Linked DNA regions of Mus musculus: region 2 is linked to region 1. Evidence: chromatin contacts called from public Hi-C data. All regions are on one chromosome and are shown on one strand. The core of a region is the stretch at or near the end of the contact, and the rest is flanking DNA. Distances in the headings are between cores, read along the strand shown. Region 1 overlaps Ncam1 (neural cell adhesion molecule 1). Region 2 overlaps Ncam1 (neural cell adhesion molecule 1).

Evidence for each region. Hi-C and Micro-C count contacts between places; a contact is called where the count stands out from the background.
Region 2: a contact with region 1 is called in a Hi-C map of cerebral cortex, with 2.0 times the contacts expected there. The contact joins two enhancer-like sites. A contact is called at or near these places in 5 of 484 Hi-C or Micro-C datasets (cerebral cortex, cortical neurons, forebrain and 1 more) and 1 of 115 datasets of contacts at active chromatin or transcription factors (neural progenitor cells).

The regions. Positions count from the first base shown.
Region 1 is chr9:49,617,417-49,620,461 of GRCm38.p6, reverse strand. The region is part of intron 1 of Ncam1 (neural cell adhesion molecule 1); the gene reads left to right. Among named protein-coding and RNA genes, the nearest start is that of Gm11149, 100 kb to the right of the region's middle. Within about 2 kb of position 1,556, at least 14 of the 459 cell types and tissues checked have an H3K27ac peak or open chromatin away from gene starts, as enhancers often do. A contact at or near this core is called in cerebral cortex and forebrain, where this site is marked.
Region 2 is chr9:49,721,626-49,724,872 of GRCm38.p6, reverse strand. All of the region lies in intron 1 of Ncam1 (neural cell adhesion molecule 1), which reads left to right. Among named protein-coding and RNA genes, the nearest start is that of Ncam1, 76 kb to the left of the region's middle. Within about 2 kb of position 1,767, at least 30 of the 459 cell types and tissues checked have an H3K27ac peak or open chromatin away from gene starts, as enhancers often do. A contact at or near this core is called in cerebral cortex and forebrain, where this site is marked.

The DNA of each region.
Region 1 (3,045 bases), core at 307-2,806:
CAGAGCCTTGTCCACTTGCAAAAGCTCCAGCCTGCTCAGCCAGCACACATGGGAGCCGGGGAGAGCACGAGAAAACAGCTGGATCAAACTGACCTTCTTTCATGATCTCAAAATAATTCCTCAAAGTGAAAAAGTCCTTTCTGCTGGGGAGGCTGTAAGTGACTAGTCAGTTGGACATGGCTAGGAGACAGTCCCCTGCCTGCACAAGTCAATACAGCTTTCATTTTTAAAGGAGGCTTGCCATTCTATAGAACAAGCCATAAAGTTGCCTAGTTAGCGCATGTTTTCTGAGATCCCACACTCCACCCTTGAGCTTGAGGAAAGACATCCTACCCCTCTCTCATCCTAATCTCCCACATCCTCTGTCAGTGTTCCCTGAAGCTCTTCCTACAGAGCAGGGGCTGCAGGATGACACTGGCCAGCCAAACCTTAGTAGTGGTTTCTCAGCTTGGACCCTGTCACAAACCAGTAGTGTGTCCTCTTGCTTCAAGTGCAACAAACACTCATTGAGGACCCCACTGAGCAACTCCCTGGTCCTCAGCCTCTCTGGATTTGGTAGCTCGATTAAGACATGCCTTGAACACTATGATAAGGCACCATGACCAAGGCAACATTAAGAGAAAACATTTGATTGAGCTCACAGTTACAGAGGATGAGTCTATGACCATCACAGTGGGGAACATGGTAGCCCACAGACATGGTACTGGAGCAGTAGCTGAGAGCTAATATTGATCCACAAACAGGAGATAGAAAGAGACAAAGATAACTGGGAATGACATGGGCTTTTGAACCCTTAAAGCCCACCCCCAGTGACACACCTCCCTCCAACAAGGCCACACCTCCTAATCCTTCCCAAACAGTTCCACCATAGGTGGGCGTATGGGAAGGGGGAATAAGCATTCAAACTTAATGAGGCTATAAGGGCCATTCTCATTCAAGACACCAGGAAGGATAGAAGGCAGGTGTGGTTGTCAAGGATATACCAAAAGGAACCCCCAGCAGGATGACAGGCCTCAAGGATGGAGGAGGTCTAGGGACCACTCCACGGACTGTAATCGCAAGAAAACACCCCTCTACACATTGCCTTCAGATAGCCAGTGACCTTAGAACTGGTTCATCTAATTGGAGAGGGGGAGTGGGTTCTAAAGAAAGCTAAAAATATTTGAGAAGCGCCCTAAACTTAAGCTCACAGTGAGTTGGAAGAACACATCACTTGTGTGAGTCTAGCTGGAGCCAGAGATAGATTTCAGGCATCCTCCTCTGCTTCTTTCAACCATATATTTTAAAACCGTCTCTCACTGAGCCTGGAGCTTGTTAGCTTGGTAACACGACCAATGAGCCCTAAACAAATGAATATTTGTTTTCAACCCTTAAGGTCAGAGCTCAGGCTTTGCAACTTTGACACACCACATGTGGAGGTCCTGGTGGTGAGGCCCTGTCTTTGCACATGGTACTCAAGTGTAAAAGCTGTAGAACCTTGCTGGGGCCATGGCACATTTCCACAACTCCGCGTTTGAGCTCCTCTGCTTGAAACATGCCGGCTCCCTTTCTTTTTATAGCAAACGGAGACAGCAACTGTCACACATGGCCTGGCAACTTCTCGTCTCCAAGCCAACATGTGAAAGGAGTCAGGGTAATGTGTTCTAAAAATATTGGTGCAGTGCTGAAAAATGCATATTTCCAACATGTTCTCCTTCAGATCCCTTTGCCTTGGCAGGCAGGCAGGCATTACCTCTGCATGCTTTCTGCGCTGTGCATACCAGGCCCATCCTTAGCCAGGGCGACTTTGCCATTGTTCATGCTCTTCATGAAAGTGGCACCAGTAGATAATCATAGAGAATTTTAAATATTATTTAGTGGTCCAGCCAACAAAACTATTGAGGCTGGGAGATGGCTAAGTAGGTAAAGAGCTACCCACACAAGCACTGAGTCCTGGTTTCTGATCTCAGCACCCGTGTAAAAGACAGGCATGCTGGCATATGCCTGTAACTCAACTCTGGGTATGACAGAGACAGATGGATCCTGGGGACCTGCTGGTCAGCTAGTCTAGCCAAACAACAAGACAGGCTCCAGGCTCGGTGAGAAACCCTGTCTCAAAAAAATAAGTGGACAGAGGTAGAGGAAGATACCCAAAGTCAATATGGTGAGTGCAGCCATCTATAAATGAGCACATGGATGCAGACATGTACACAATGATAAAAACATATACAAATTCCAAAAGCAAAACTACTGTATAGTCACTATTATATTGTCACATATATTTGTATATATATGCACATATATAAACATATGTGTATGTGTGTGTGTATGTACCTGTACAAGTACATATATGCATATATAAAACCTTTGGTCCCTCTTTTAAAAAATGTGAAGGGCAATGTGTAAGCAGACAGGCAAGTAATGGGGCAGGAAGATAGTCAAAGTGACAAGTAAAGATGCACCATGTGACATTAGGGAAGCGCTAATGCACAGCAGGAGCTTGTGGGAAGAGTGTTAAGAATCAGGGAAGACTTAATTGAAAAGACCAGGCTTTATGTAGGACTTCCTAGAGAGGGCTGCCATCAAGAAAGTGTTCCTTCCAGCAGAGGAAAGAGAGAGGACAGGTGTGAAGTGCCTTGAACCGCAGGCAGCACAGCATGCCTAGGACAGGGAGCATGCTCAAGGAACAGACTGCAGGGAAGATATGGGACATAGCTTCAATGAAACCCAGAGACATCTTTACATCTTACATTGGGAGCTTTGACTCAAGCATCTTGTTAGGTGGGAGACCAAGCCACCTCAACCCCCCCCCCCCCCAAATGGCATCATGATACCTGCACAGTATACAGATGGCCTTGATATCAGTAGAAGAATGAGTCCCTGAGACTTGACCCAGAGCAAAGAAACCAGACACATTAAATAGCCACTGGTCCAGGTGAGAACTGCCCAAGCCTGAGCTGGGACAGTTCCACTGATGAAGTTCTGAGGAAAGGCACAGATAGTGAAGCGGAACAACTGGTAACTCCGAGTTACTTGAGGTAGAAAAGCATTTGCTATGTGAGCAGA
Region 2 (3,247 bases), core at 518-3,017, 100 kb before region 1:
ACCTTAAATCTAATTATAGAGCACCTATTACACTAAGGGGCATGTCTTGCCATATTGGTCATCATTGCAGCTTGTAGGGTTCGCAGTTACAGAAGACTACTAACTAACTCCTGCCCAAACTCCAGCAGCCCATATAGTACCTTCTATTACTAGCAAAGCTAGTCACCAGGGAGGAAGCTTCCACTGTAACTACCAATTTGATGTCTGTAAATCTTGTTATGAAAGTATGTAGTGCCTTCGTCGATAGGGTCTTACTAAAAAGTTTTGATAGTCAATCAAGAACAAGAGCAATAGAGTGTATTGTTCTGAGGGTCTCTGGGGACTCTCTGGCCCACAATTCAAATGGAGGTATCACACACCTGGAGCTGGGATTTTTGTTTAATAAGCTATGGATTCTGGTAGGAGTATTATCAGTCTCATGTAGGGTGCCTCTGTTCACACTATTTTTGTTATATTTTAATGAGCTTGTGAAATAGCAGGTTCCCACACAGTTTTTTCACACCTCCTTATTGTTATGCATTATCTCAGTCTCTCCTCCACTCTCCCTCATCCCCCTCACTATTTAACCCCCCTCCATTATTCCCCTACCCCTTTCATACCACCTGGGACTTACTTCTATTGTTTTAAAAGAATATGGCATTAAAATTATTATTTTAGACAGACATGGTGGCTCAGGTCTGTAATCCTATCTCTTGGGAACTGGAGCAGGAAGATGAGGTCATAGGGAATTAGAGGCCAGCCTGAGCTACATATTCCTACAAACAAGCCTCAGCCCACCGCTGTAACTAAGCCCAGTAAACTCACTGGCTCACTAAGCCAGACTTAGAGGGGTTCATTTTGTTGGCTTGTCAACAGTGTCCTGACTGTGGCTTTGGGATTCTCAGATGCATCGCTGACATACACCAAGTGTTTCTGATTCAGAGTATTCCCACAGAAACGAGCTTATTGAGTTTTCATCATAATTTCTTGAGAAAAAAAAAAAAGCTCAGCCTGCTTTAAGGATGAGGCAATTAAAAGGCAAAACAGATGCATGAATTGCTCAAAGTGACACCCAGAAAGAACCAAGAACCCTGGCCTGGGAATTTTCATTGCTTTGATCTTATCTGATACTAGGCTGCCTGGGATATGGTCTTTGCCTAGTCTCAGGCTAAAATTTCCCAAATGGTAATAAAATATCAATCAAAATCAAACAATATCAGTTACATGCTTGTTCTGATAAAGGAACCTCTTGTCCACAGGGACCCTGACCTTGTTGTCTCTGGGACCCCTGTCCAGCCCAGAGTCTGTTACATGGAAGGAATGTATTCCAAGAATCTCTGGACCTGGGTTGACTTAAGAGTGAAGTATTTTTCTCCTGCACCCAGACCACCTTTGATTCCTTTCTATTCAATCAACACACCAAAGCAGACTCTAAACTTTGCAGTTATCTTTGACTGCTTTCAAAGAGTCCTCTTTATATTCCCATTTTCCAGCATTCCCAGAGTTTCTACACCACTCCGTTAGTTCTTCTGACATGCCCTCATACTTGTCTCTCTTGTCCCTGTTCCGGTCCCCCAGCCTTCCAGCCTCTGGCTCCACTAATGCAAGACAAGTCTCCCCCAAATACAGCTCTCCTCCAAAGGCTCAACCTTCTTAGAGTGTGGGGGTTTGAGAGCTTGTCTGAGCCAGGTCACCTCCAAGAAAAGAGACCATTCTAAAGCATAGTCCCAGAGGATGACTGGCTCACCAGCGGGTGTGGGCACCACCCACAACTCTGCTTTCCTGAGACCCAGCCAAGGATCTTGGCTTTGTCCCACACTACATCTTGTTATTCCCACCATCTGCAGTCCTCATGGATTCTCCCCAGCATGCCCACGACAGCCCAGGTCTCTTTGTCTGGTGTGGAGACACTCTCGGTGACCCAGTTCCAACATACTGTTCAAATGATCTCTGCCTAATCCCTAAATCAGTGTTCCAGCCAAGATGTGCGACTCACCATTCCTTCAACAAGCCCACCGCTTTCTCACTTTCCTGTCTCTTTGCCCTTTTAAGGCAGTGTTCTCTACACAGAGTCTCTCCCATCACCCTCCCTCTGCCTCAGGCTAACCTTGCCTCAAGAAGAACCCCTGGGTCTGTCTTCTCTGCTTGAAGCTGAAAGGATGTTCTCAGCTCTGGGAGCTCACAGACCTTTGCCTGCCTGCCCCGGATTTATCCTACTCTGTTTTTACATTGTGATAACTTTATGATCATTTTCTTTGCCTACTACAGCCTCGGCAAGAATTGTGTCTTATTCTGTATCCCTCTTTATCAGGCTTAGCAGACTGGTATTGATTAGAATGAGCAACTGCTTTGGTGACCAAATATTTGGAAACACCATGCTGAAGAAAACTCTAGCCAGCATTGGGAGGAAACAGGACTTCAGTATCTCCAAAACTATTCGGGTTTGGGAAACCTGTAAAAACCTAGGCAAGACAGCTTGAACCTAGGATCCCAATACTAGGGAAAGAGATGAGACAATCCCTTGGACTTGATAGCTACCCAGTCTAAAAGAATCATTAAACTCCAGGTAGACATGATAGACCCTGCTCTGTATCTGGTGTGGAAACACTCTCAGTATGTAGCTGTACCAGCAAGATCTTGATGGAGACCCCCCCTCCGTCAGTAGATAAGATGGAAGAGTGATCGGAAGAGGACAGGGTTCTCGTGAGCAAGAGGTTCCTTTATCAGAGCAAGTGTGTAACTGCTATTGTTTGATTTTGATTATTGTTTTATTACTGTTTGGGCAATTTTAGCCTGAAACTAGGCTAAGACTTTATCCCAGGAGGCCTTAGTGTCAGATAAGATCAAAACAATGAGAATTTCCAGGCCAGGGCTCTTGGTTTTCTCTGGGTGTCACTTTGAGCAATTAATGCAACTGTTTTGCTTTTTAATTGCTTCAGCCATGTACAAATCATACACATGTAAACCTCTGGCTTTTACACACTTATTCATACGGGTGTGTATGTGAACATACACATTCACACACACACATGCATACATACACGCACACACGAGCACAGATATTAATGTTTGGCCCCATAGAGTTGAAATTAGCCACAGACTTTAAGATATGATAAAGATGATGAGGGAACACCTCTTGTCCTACCTGCCTGTGCTGGTTGCTATGAGACTGCTTCCCTGAGTAGTAGAAATGGGTTTCCTGTTTAAAATCAGGCTTCATGTGTTAGCTCTGGCTATCCTTGGGAGAAATGGCTATTTATTTCTTGGG